3 separate regions of the Mus musculus genome follow, and regions 1 and 2 are each linked to region 3. Evidence: chromatin contacts called from public ChIA-PET and HiChIP or PLAC-seq data. All regions are on one chromosome and are shown on one strand. Each heading gives the region's core, a stretch centred on a gene start, on an enhancer-like site or on the middle of the called end of the contact. The rest is flanking DNA. Distances are from core to core; before and after follow the strand shown. Region 1 overlaps Pced1b (PC-esterase domain containing 1B). Region 2 overlaps Pced1b (PC-esterase domain containing 1B). Region 3 has its middle 42 kb from the start of Rpap3.

Evidence for each region. ChIA-PET counts read pairs in DNA pulled down with a chosen protein or histone mark. HiChIP or PLAC-seq counts read pairs in DNA pulled down with a chosen protein or histone mark.
Region 1: a contact with region 3 is called in an RNA polymerase II ChIA-PET map of memory CD8 T cells, with 19 read pairs. The contact joins two enhancer-like sites. A contact is called at or near these places in 2 of 15 datasets of contacts at CTCF or cohesin (the NIH/3T3 cell line and large pre-B cells), 2 of 484 Hi-C or Micro-C datasets (bone marrow-derived macrophages and nephron progenitors), 8 of 115 datasets of contacts at active chromatin or transcription factors (T-cell acute lymphoblastic leukemia, embryonic basal ganglia, embryonic forebrain and 4 more) and 1 of 9 other capture datasets (embryonic stem cells).
Region 2: an H3K27ac HiChIP or PLAC-seq map of trophoblast stem cells shows a contact between it and region 3, with 3 times the contacts expected there. The contact joins two enhancer-like sites. A contact is called at or near these places in 2 of 15 datasets of contacts at CTCF or cohesin (CD8 T cells and the NIH/3T3 cell line), 6 of 484 Hi-C or Micro-C datasets (CD4 T cells, CD8 T cells, Th1 cells and 2 more), 15 of 115 datasets of contacts at active chromatin or transcription factors (CD8 T cells, T-cell acute lymphoblastic leukemia, astrocytes and 10 more) and 1 of 9 other capture datasets (adipose tissue).

Annotation. Positions count from the first base shown.
Region 1 is chr15:97,285,107-97,288,890 of GRCm38.p6, reverse strand. The region is part of intron 3 of Pced1b (PC-esterase domain containing 1B); the gene reads right to left. Among named protein-coding and RNA genes, the nearest start is that of Amigo2, 40 kb to the right of the region's middle. Within about 2 kb of position 1,645, at least 18 of the 459 cell types and tissues checked have an H3K27ac peak or open chromatin away from gene starts, as enhancers often do. A contact at or near this core is called in memory CD8 T cells, where this site is marked.
Region 2 is chr15:97,377,869-97,381,672 of GRCm38.p6, reverse strand. The region is part of intron 5 of Pced1b (PC-esterase domain containing 1B); the gene reads right to left. Among named protein-coding and RNA genes, the nearest start is that of Gm33325, 22 kb to the right of the region's middle. Within about 2 kb of position 1,577, at least 55 of the 459 cell types and tissues checked have an H3K27ac peak or open chromatin away from gene starts, as enhancers often do. A contact at or near this core is called in bone marrow-derived macrophages, where this site is marked.
Region 3 is chr15:97,661,922-97,666,009 of GRCm38.p6, reverse strand. No RefSeq gene overlaps it. Among named protein-coding and RNA genes, the nearest start is that of Rpap3, 42 kb to the left of the region's middle. Within about 2 kb of position 2,134, at least 173 of the 459 cell types and tissues checked have an H3K27ac peak or open chromatin away from gene starts, as enhancers often do. A contact at or near this core is called in bone marrow-derived macrophages and memory CD8 T cells, where this site is marked.

The DNA.
Region 1 (3,784 bases), core at 396-2,895, 380 kb after region 3:
AACACACACCCATAATCAAGCACAGAGCCCCTGTGGGCTGGGGGCTGGCGGCAGCTGAGTCAGACTGGCCTCTGCGGAGGAGTTGATCCGCCTCCACAAAGGGCTTTTTTGCGCTGTCAATTCTCTGTCTCTCTCTGTCCCCCCACCCCAACCTCTACCCCACCCTACCCCTCCCCACACCCTTCTTCTTTTTTTAAACAGGGTCTCACCATGTAGACTCAGCTAGTCTTAAATTTATAATCGCCTGCCTCAGCCTCCTGCCTCAGCCTGAGGTCACAGTACGGATGCTCTTGAGGGCTAATGGTATCCAGGGATGGGTTCCAAGCACCTGTGAGTGGCGTTTGCTTACTGCTATATGCAAAATTATATCCCGTCAGAATCAAGACGCTGTGCAAACACACTGAGACATCTTAGGGTGAATAGACATAGCTGGACCCACAGGCGTCTTAGCTCTTTAAAAATGTCTCCTTTAAGCTAGAGGAAGTACCCAAGGAGCTGAAGGGGTCTGCAACCCCCTAGGAGGAACAACTATGAACTAATCAGTACCCCCAGAGCTCCCTGGACTAAACCACCAATCAAGGAAAACACATGATGGGACTCATGGCTCCAGCTGCATATGTAGCAGAGAATGACCTATATGGTCATCAATGGGAGGAGAGGCCCTTGGTCCCATGAAGGTTCTATGCCCCAGTGTAGAGGAATGCCAGGGCCAGGAAGCAGGAGTGGGTGGGTTGGTGAGCAGGGAGAAGGGGGTAGGGAGAGGGGATTTTTGGAGGGGAAACTAGGAAAGGGGATAACATTTGAAATGTAAATAAAGAAAATATCTAAATAAATAAATAAATAAATAAATAAGGTCTCCTTTAGGCTAGTGTGCCAAGTGAAAGAAGGCAGTCAGAGACAGACAGACACGGGTCAATTCAGAAACAGGAAGTAGAATGGAGCTGTCAGGTTTGAGGGGAGGGGAAGTAGGGTAAATGGTGAAGGGAAAGTTTCTACCTGGGGTACATAGAGTCTCAGTTTTGCAAGGTGAATGCGCTCTGCAGGTGGATGGTGGTGACAGCTGCACATCAGTGGGAAAGCATCAATTCCTACACTTAAAAGTAAGATGCATGCTGAGGTCTGAGAACAAAGGGTCAGGAGTTCAAGGCCACCCCAGACTACTTGAGACCCTGTCTCAAACACAGAGCCTACTTTGCCTTTGCATATCTGTGGTAGGTTGAATATGTTTGGCCCAGGGAGCGGCACTATTAGGAAGTATGGCCTTGTTGGGGGAAGTGTGTCATTGTGGGCGTGGGCTTTGACAGTAGTCTTCTGTTTGCCTTTGGATGAAGATGTAGAACGCTCAGCTCCTCCTGCACCATGCCTGCCTGGATGCTGCCATGCTCCCAACTTGATGATAATGAAGCTGTAAGCCAGCCCCAACTAAATGTTGTCCTCTAATGAGAGTTGCCTTGGTCATGGTGTCTGTTCCCAGCAATGAAAACCCTAACTAAGACAATATTTGAGTATAATCTAAAATACATAAATGAAAAACATGTAGAGAAAAACCCAGTAAGTATCTATTTCCTCTGAGGTGAGAGAGGCCCGTGGTCACACTCTCACTTGTCTGCCAAGCTGTCTTTCATGAGAATGCAGCTTCCCCTGCATCAAGGTGACACCCTCTTTGTTTCCTTGTGGCTTTGTGAAGGCCTTTCCAACAGGAGGCTCAGCGCAGGCCCGGGCCTCTATTATTAACAAAACTGAAATGTTAAGTGGACTTTTCCGTTCTACCAAAAATCGGTTGCTTTTTTTTTTAAAGCATCCTTCTAAAGCAACCGAAGTCAGTGGGAGGAGGACTGTATTTCTCTTAGATATGTGAAGTTACATAAGTCAAACTTCAAAGAACGCAGCACATTTCTTCATGCTGTGCGTGGCTTTTGAACTGAAGAGCTCAAATCTCTGTGGTACCGTGACCTCGCCTTTCCCTGTACCCGTGGCCTGGGAAATCAAATTTCACAATGGACCAACCTCTCTGCCTGTGCCTGGTATCGACTCAACAGAGAAGGGGCTGATGGGAAGCCGTCTGTAAGAACAGGCTGGTTGGATCTGTAACATAAAACCCATGTTTTAATAATCAAAACAGCTTCTCAGGGGAACCTTAGGGATTGGGCCCCTGAATGGAGACCCGGGGAGGTCTCAAACACTTTACACTGCAATTCGAGGTGAGACTGTCTCTTGCACTTTAGGTCTTCATCGTGCACATAAGGAAAATCCGAATTGTTTTTGACCTTCAGAAGTTTTGCCTACTCAGAAATGTTCTAAGTCCTGTCTTCAGCATAAAAAAATGCTATATTTTATTAATAAGCTCAGGGCACACCTTATGCAGTTACATTGTTCATGTCAACCACAAACTGGCACGGAACATCTCCTAAGGGAAACATATTGGATTTATTTATTTTATGTGTATGAATGTTTTGCCCACGTGTATACACGTGAAGAGGGGACTTGATCCCCTCTAACTGGAACTACGAAGAGCTGTCATGTGGATGCTGGAAATCAAACCCAAGTCCTCTGCAAGAACAACTGCCCTTAAAAACAAAAGGCCATCTCTACAGCCCCACTGTGTTTGTCTAAAATTTGTTTATTTATTTTGTAGGTAGGGAAGTGCTGGTGCCTTGGCACACTAGCAGAGGTCAAAGAGCAACTTGCAGAAAAGTCTCTTCTCTCTTTCTACCATGTGGGTCCAGGAATCAAACATAGGGGACCGAATTTGGGTTATCAGCTTGGCAGAGGGCATCTATACTCACTGAGCCATCTCAGTCAGCCTGGATAGACATTTACAGTTGATTGATTTTATAGATGATTGAGTAAACAACCATCCGTTAAAGTGGGTCTTCCTGTAACCCTACTGCGCGCTCGCCTCTTTATGGGCGACAAACTACAAAGCTCACTCTGCATCTAAGTACATGTTAAATGTATCCCCAAAGTGGAGATGGGAGAAGAGGCTGCTGCCCGGGATTAGTGAGTCACGTGACTAACCACACATGATTAGTTCACTTTGCCCTGATCAACTACTTCTTGGCTCAGCAAAAAGCTCACAATACCGCTATATCTATGGACCATCATAGGAGTGGGAAACACAGGTTTAAAAATGATTTCAGCCTCTAGCAAGCATTTCCAGGCCAAGCACTGAGCCTGGTTATCAATCCCATTACACTGTGTGGGAAAACAGAAACTCGGCTTCCTAGGTTAAAGATCACAGAAGAGCCTGATCTATTGCCCCAATTTAACAGATGTTAGAATCTTCGTGATGATTGTTAAGAGGAATGCCCATTCCTCCTGCACACGAGGACCATCTGTGAAGTTTTTTTTTTGTTGTTTGTTTGTTTTTTTTTTAAGTATCACTATTTAATTCCTAACTCCAAGGCACTTTGATTTAGCAGACTTGAGTTGCCTTTTTTTCCCCCTAAAGAAAATTTAAAATCATCTTTAAAGTGTTTTACAAGTATGTGTCACTAGGGGCCATCACTGACATGGTCCAGTCGCTTCCCTGTCCCCATCCACGAAGAACGAAAAGACAGACAACTGGCCGACAGTGGCAGAGTGGCCGGTGGAAGCATGAGGCAGCAGGGATTTCTAGAATTCTAAATTGAGCCTTCTAAACATCTTGGAGCTTCCTTCTTCAAAAGCCGGCCACACATGCTGGCTGCCCTTTAGGCAGAGCAGAAGCGTGTTACGTGCTGTGCTGTGGGTGATCTCACTGGAGCCGGAGCAAGCTTGAGCTGAGGTGAATGGCAAATGATAA
Region 2 (3,804 bases), core at 328-2,827, 280 kb after region 3:
CACGGAGAACACGCAGAGCCAAGAGTTGGATCCCGTTACCACATCACCAGGGGTGGAGGCAGAAGCTGCAATCTCAGGGCTTGGGAGGTAGAGAGGTAGGAAGATCAGAAGTTCAGGGTCATCTGTGGCTACAGAGTGAGTCTGAAGCCAGCCTGGTGAACATGAGACACTGTCTCAAAAGACACATACAAGCAAGTCAACAAACAAAAAACCCAAACAAACAAAAACAACAGAGAGAAAGAAAGAAAAGGGGAAAAAAAACAAAACAAAACCTGAGTTAAACGTTATTTGTCCTCTTAGCTCACAATCACTGAGAAACTGGGCTTGGTAGTATATCATAGGACTATGTAATGCTAGCTCTTGGAAGCAGGAGGATAACCCTAAGCTCTTAGACCAGCCTGGTCTACATAGTAAGACCTTTTCTTAAAATACCAAAAAGGAAAAGGAGGTAGGGGGAGGAAGGTCACTGATAATTGTAATATAAGCCAGGTGCGGTGGTGCAAACAAACCTGTAATACAATACGGGAGGATCAGTGGTTCAAGGCCAGCCTCAGACATAAACATACCAGATGACACTTCTTTGGAACCAAGATACCATGGGGGGTAGGGGGGCGGGCAGGACAGGCTCTGCTTGCTGAGGCTAAGTTCCTTAGCCTCTCTGTGAAACAGCACTACAGGACTCACATTGACTTGATTAAGTGGGGATTAAGTGTTGCGTACACAGATATTGTTTATTCTCCTAAGTCTGCAGGTCTTCACGGAGACCCGAGTGTCAGATCCCGAGGCTGGAGTTCCAGGCAGTTGTGAGCAGCCTGATGTGGGGAGGTGCTGGGCTCTGAACAGCGGGGCTCTCAACCTGAGCAAACTCTTCAGCCAGGACGTACTTAAAAACAACCCTGCCAAGATTGATTCTCAGAGAGCAAGCTACAACAGAAGAGCAGTTTAACCACGTGCAAAGAGAGAAGAAACTGTTCATCTGCCATCGGGGGTTCTACAAGACCAGCGGAGGCGATGGCAGGCAAGGGTTTTGAACATATGCTGGTATTCACAGAATGGCTCTTGGGTGACCTACAGAAAGCATCATTCTCTCCAGTCCTAATCTATAGGAAAGGTTATAGAGAGATTGGAACTAAGATTTACTCATTTTATTCCTAGGGAGCTAACTACCCAGAGCGGATGGTTGTGTGTACCTGGGGGCGGGGCTGGAGAGAATAAATATACCAAATCTCGTCACTCATTTTCAAGCTTGAGACACCAATATTGAACAAGGTGTTAGCATAACCCAGGAAGACGAAATACCGCAGGTTGCGACTTCCCTGTGGGAAAGGGTGGCTCCCGGTATCTTCACCAGGGCACCTTGGACCACACGCTGCTCCCAAGGATCAGGGCCAAGTCAAACAGAGTCTACAAGAATTCTCCATTGTCCTGGGGGGGCGGGGGGGGGGGGAGAAGGGGCAGATGGCATGGAGGAGGGAGAAAAGGAAGCATCCCAGTGAGCAACTGAAACCAAAACTCAGAGAGGAGGAGGCAACAACCGGACCAAGCCAGACACCCTCTGCCCCCGTGAGCCAGAACAGGCTCCGCAGGAAGGGCACTCACTCCATACATACAGCAAAACCTAAATGCCGCTTTTAGTGGACAGAGAGAACAGTCAGAAAAAGGGTGAATCATCTCAGGCGGTTAACAAAGACCAACCGGGAACTTCCAGTTCCGGGTCTTATTTATAAGAACTGAAACAAAAACAAAAACAAAAGGGATTTGCATACAGGCAGGTTAGAGACATTTGCTAAACTCCCTTAGTAGTTTTTGGATGCTACTTTACGGACTCACATAATGAGAAGGGAACACACAGTGGGTCAGCTGTTGTCTCAGCCGGTGTGGTGGTCAAACACCTATAATTCCAGCACAAGGCGCCAAGGATGAATTTTACCCCAAAAGACTAAAATGAGTTGGCCTCTTCCCTGCAGGGGAGAGATAAGAAAAAGGCTGCCAAGGACAGATAAGGTGGGAGCTGGTCCTACAGAGATTGTGCACAAGTGCCCAAGGCTGTCTGAGGAGAGGGCGGGGTTGGAGGCAGAGGGGTACAAGACTGTCATGGCCACCTTCAATTCCACTCTTAAAATGTGGCCTGCTTCCCCAAATCCTAATTACTTTCTGTTTTGCTGCAAGATCTGGGGCTGTAATGCTGTGGGAGCAATATGCATTAATGATGGCTACTGCTATAAAATAAAAAAAGACTTTCAAAGAACTTGCTTGTATTTCTCAATTTGGGGATGATTAATTTTTCAGTAGCTTCATAAGGCATAAATTATAAATCTTTGACTGTTACTTCATAGCTATCCCAAGCCAAACCCAGAGCATTTATTTTTCATTAATCAATGTTTTGTAATAATTAGGTTAGTTTTGGAAGACTGACAATGAACTAGGCCAGTTGCCCTAGGGATAGGACAGAGGTCTTAAATCATACAGACAGACCTGACAAAGGGGTGCTGCCTGCCTGGGCTTCCTGCAGGAAAAACAGGTAAGGAGTTTAATAATTTCATGCATCTGACTAAATACCTACTGTGACATTATACTAGGATTAGAAATAGCTCCTTTCTGTTTAAAGGCATTTTGGGAGAATCTAATTTATTATCTATCTATCAATCCTATCTATCCATCCATCTATCTAGTTTTTTTAAGACTGGGTCGCACTACGTAGCCTGGAACTCAACGATGTTTAGATCAGGTTGGCCTTGACCATGGGAGACCTGCCTGCCTCTGCATCCTGAATGCCGAGATTTAAACATACCCATCTCAAATCAGTACTTTTGACTTTTCCAAGATCTCTTTCAATGTTAAGGCATTGCATGTATAGACAAGAAAATACTTATTTCTAAGGGTACTCACATACTCAACTTTCCTATGTTCTGGTATTAGTTTAAAGTTGAACTAAATTTGTCAAAAAAAAAAAAAAAAATCCATGGCCTATAATGGGCCTACATTAGATTGGACCAGGCCTACTAAGACAATTAAGGATCCTAGGGTGGTCCACAAAGCCTGCCTGCCTTCCAACTACTGGCTATGGGTATTCTGGGGGAGGGGCAGTCACTGGACCCTGAACTGGGAATTCACCAAACTTTTGATTTGAGGTAAGTAAGTTAATATCCGCCAAAAATTAAAGAAACAATATTTTAAAGGTGGCCTTAGGGTCACATCAAATACATAAAAGTCCTGTGAAGAATGTGGTTACATGTGGTTATAAAGAAACCACTGCTGGGGAACCGCTGGCAGGACCCAGTCTCCTCCTCCCAGGTGGCGCTACCTGCTTACCAGGCCTCAGCCCTTTGGTCTAATTATTAAAAAAAAAAAAAAAACTAGTTTCCAGTGTGTGTCAGGGCCTTGACAGCTGTCACCTTGCACATTTAACCTGGTTGACACTTGTGACATAAATGGAAATTTGAACCAGGAAGATGCCTGCCTGCCCTTCAAAGTGTGTTCCAGGTGACCTCAAGTACTGCTTAGGCAAGAGTTGAGATGGCCTTGCTGGCCTGTGGCTTTATGATCCCTCACACTAATGCCTAATACTACGATTCTTTTGAAAAAAAAAAAAAATCGATTACATGTTTACAAATTACAAGCTTAAAAACTCTTACAGCAGTTAGAGCCTGGCCCAGTCTACAGAGTGAGTTCCCGGATAGACAGGGCTACACAGTAACGCCCTCCCTCGAAAAATCAAAAACAAAACCACCCAAAACAAAAACCGACCGTTTCATATGGGCTATATAAAGAAATGTAAGGAATAAATTTAAGAGTGAGATGGAA
Region 3 (4,088 bases), core at 885-3,384:
CGAGGCAGTGCGTACGGGAAATTTTATTTTGCCCTTACGTACACACTCTATCACGTTTCAACCTCAAAACCCCGGATAATAACCCTAACACCTCAGTCCCAAGGCTCAAAGCGGACATGGCCAAGTCAGCTCCACCTGTACAATACATGCGTGGAACCCATGTATTCCACATCGTCTCTCAGAGCGTGATTTGTCACTGCACGTCGAGGCACCAGGAGAAAGCTATCACGAATTAACTTTTCAGCACACTAACTGTTAATCAGAGAATTTGTTACAGGTCAATGAAACTAATTGACAACGACCCAAACTCAGGACTAAGGTTTTCATACTATAGTGATAGACACTGGGATTTAATTACACTCTCCTTTACATGTGCTATTATGAAACCAAAGAGTCTTAATTTCGTTAATTAAATTACACTTCATAGATCTGGTGATGATTTGAGTAAATCCAGAACTGCGCCCTTTAAACAGCTGCACTGTTAGCTTCTGGCCAGGAGGTGGCGCTGTGCTTTTCATTTAAGCCCATCGTGACGTTTCAAGCTGGTTGGTTTACCCCATAAACTCTTAAGTACATAGGTGGTACATTGTGAACTTCATCACACGACTGTCCATTGACATTACCCTACATTAAAACGTTAGAAAAAGTGAGTTATAGTAATGGGGTCATATACATTCATAAAAGGGATCTAATGAACACAACATGGTACTCGATGGTTGGGCACCAAAATAGAAACTTAAAAAGACACCACTGCTTAAAACCACAACGCTCACAAAACCAAAACTGCGTCGAAAGAATTATGTTTTGACTGGATCCAGAGTTCTTGACTGACAGCCTTCCTTTTCAATGCTGGGGGGAAAAATGTCAGCGCCACCCTTTGCACCGCGGTGGCTAATGAGAAAAAGCTCTTGCTGGTCCCCTATGGGTGATCCTAGGAGCTTTCTTGCAATGCACACAATTGGTGTTTCTAGTTTGCTGGCGGCCTTTGTAGCTGTTTGGTATGTGAGAAAAACACTAAGCTCGGGGAATTCACACTGTATTCCTCATATCCCAAGGTCCCCGGACAGTCTGTCTGCTTTTGTTTGTTTGGTTTGTTTTTTTGGTTTTTTGTTGTTGTTGTTGTTTGTTTTGTTTTTTTGAGACAGGGTTTCTCTGAATAGGCCTGGCTGTGTAGACCAGGCTGGCCTTGAACTCAGAAATCTGCCTGCCTCTGCCTCCCAAGTGCTGGGATTAAAGGCGTGTGCCACCACTGCCCAGCTACAGTCTTTCTTCTTTTCTCTACTTTACTAGCAGCTTTTTTCCTCCCACTCATCCTTGTCCCCCTCTTCTTCCTCTTCTTCCTCCTGCTCCTCCTCCTTCTTTTGAGACAGGGTCTCATTATGTAGCCGAGGCTATTCTGGAACTCCTTCTGTAGACCAGGTTGGCCTCCAACTAAGTGATCTGCCTGCCTCTGCCTCCCGAGTACTGGAACTAAAGGTGTAAGCCATTGCACCAGGCGTTTAGAATTGTCTTTTAGAATGATCTGTACACGACGTCCTTTCAGTTGTAATTAGCAGTGGAAATATGCAAAACTGCACTGGCTTTTAATCATTTTAAAAATATCTTCTGTACTTAATTCTTAATCTCACCCGGAAATTTCTGGTGTGAGATTAAGACCTCCTTGCCCAACATCCCTGTGCCCACAAGGGGGCAGCAAGGGGCAGAAGCTTCTGGGTGAGATTTAGTGCATGGTAATCTATCTTTAACAGATTATTGTTTGGGTCCCTTCTACACGATTCTGTGGAGTCTCGAAGGCTGGCTCTGGGAAATGTTACAGTTTGAATGTGAAACATCTCCTGCAAGCTCGTGTTTCGGGACATTTGGTCTCCATCTGGTGGCGCTGTTTCGGGAGGCTGTGTAATCTGGACGCTGCACCTAGCTGACAGGCGAAAGGTCTTGAGGGTTATCAGCCAGCTGTTCCTGGCTGACGCCATGGAGCACGCATCTGCCCGAGGCTCCCGCTGCCAGGCTGTGAACGCTGCCACAGTGGGCAGTGTCCTCGCGAGAGAAATCCTTCCTTCTCTAAATTGCTTCTGCCGGGTAGCATCACAGCAACTAGGAAGGCGAAAATACAGAAAGACGGAGCCCTTGAGAGCTGCCTTGCTCCTTCTGTACCACAAGGGGGCAGTAAGAAGGCACCATGTGAGGAAACAGGCTCTCACCAGACACTGAATCTTCCAGGACTTCCCCACCTGTGGTTTTCAGCCTGAATGGGTAGAGATCTAGAGATAGTCATCCCCGTCCTTGGTGCAATAGCCCCCAGGCCACCCCTCTCCCAAGTCCTCATAGTTCCCTCTCTGAAGCTCACTTAGTTCCCAGCCCTTTGCTGTACCAACGAGGTAAAGTCTACAGTCAACATCTCCCTAGTCTGCTATTTGTTCTCTTTGCTTCTAGTCCCTATAAGCCGTTCTCTATCGCAAAGGTAAAAGTAAAAATGTTTATTATTAATGTATACGTGAGAGAGAGAGAGAGAGAGAGAGAGAGAGAGAGAGAGAGAGAGAGAGAATGACAGGTGTGGTTATAGGATAACTCCATGGAGTTGGTGCCCCACATCTAGGGACAGAAAGAACTCAGTTTATCTTCATGGCAAGCATCTTTTTACCCACGTCAGCCACCAAACTTCTAAAAGCACAAGTCAGTTCTTGCCACTGCTGGATTAAGAGTTGGAAAGTTAGGTGCGTGTGGTGGCACAGGGCCTTTTTAGTCCCAGCACTCAGGAGGCAGAGGCAGGCAGATCTCTGAGTGCGAGGCTAGCCTGGTCTAGAGGGAGTTCCAGAACAGCCAGGATTACACAGAGAAACCCTTTCAAAAAATACATAGCAAAAAAGAGAAAATAAAAGAATCTGTAAGTGGTATGTCATTGCACTTTTAATAAAATATAACATCTTTTTAAAAAATTTTAAATATTAATTAAAATTTTTGTATATGAGAGTTTTGCCTCTATGTATGTATGTATGTATGTGTATGTATATATGCATGTATGCATGTGTGTATGTGTGTATGTGTGTATGTATGTGTGTATGTATGTATGTGTGTATGCATGTATATATGTGTGTATGCATGCATGTATGTATGTGCGTATGCATGTATATGTATGTGTGTATGTGTGTATATGTATGTGTGTATGCATGCATGTGTGTGTATGTATGTGTGTATGCGTGTATATGTATGTGTGTATGCATGCATGCATGTGTGTGTATGTATGTGTGTATGCGTGTATATGTATGTGTGTATGCATGTATGTATGCATGTGTGTATGCATGTATGTATATATGTGTGTATGCGTGTATATGTATGTGTGTATGCATGTATGTATGTGTGTATGCATGTATGTATATATGTGTGTGTGCGTGTATATGTATGTGTGTATGCATGCATGCATGTGTGTGTATGTATGTGTGTATGCGTGTATATGTATGTGTGTATGCATGTATGTATGCATGTGTGTATGCATGTATGTATATATGTGTGTATGCGTGTATATGTATGTGTGTATGCATGTATGTATGCATGTGTGTATGTATGTATGTATATATGTGTGTATGCGTGTATATGTATGTGTGTATGTATGCATGTATGTGTGCATGCATGCATGCATGTATGTATGTGTATGCATGCATGTATGTGTGTGTATGTATGTGTGTATGTATGTGTGTATGTATGTCTGTGCACCATGTGGCCAGAAGAGGATATGTGCTCCCCTAGAACTGGAGTTATGAATGATCATGAGTCATTCAGTGGGTGCTGGAAACCCAACTTGGGTTTCTCTGCAAGGGTAGTGAGTACTCTTAACTATGCCAGTCCCGAAATAGGCTTCCTATTCACAGTCTACTAAGCCCCTACGTGATCTACCTGCTGTCTGTTTCAGCCACTAATGCTTATCGATTCTTCCCGTGGTCACTGCGTTCCCAGCACCCCTTGCTCCTTTTCCTCTCTGTTAGTGCTGTCTTATGCTGTCTCAGGGCCTTTGCACCCACCTGCTCGGTCTCACCTCCTCTAAGAGAGCCGCTAACTTCTTCTCTTACTCATGAAACTTTTCTTAAACACTG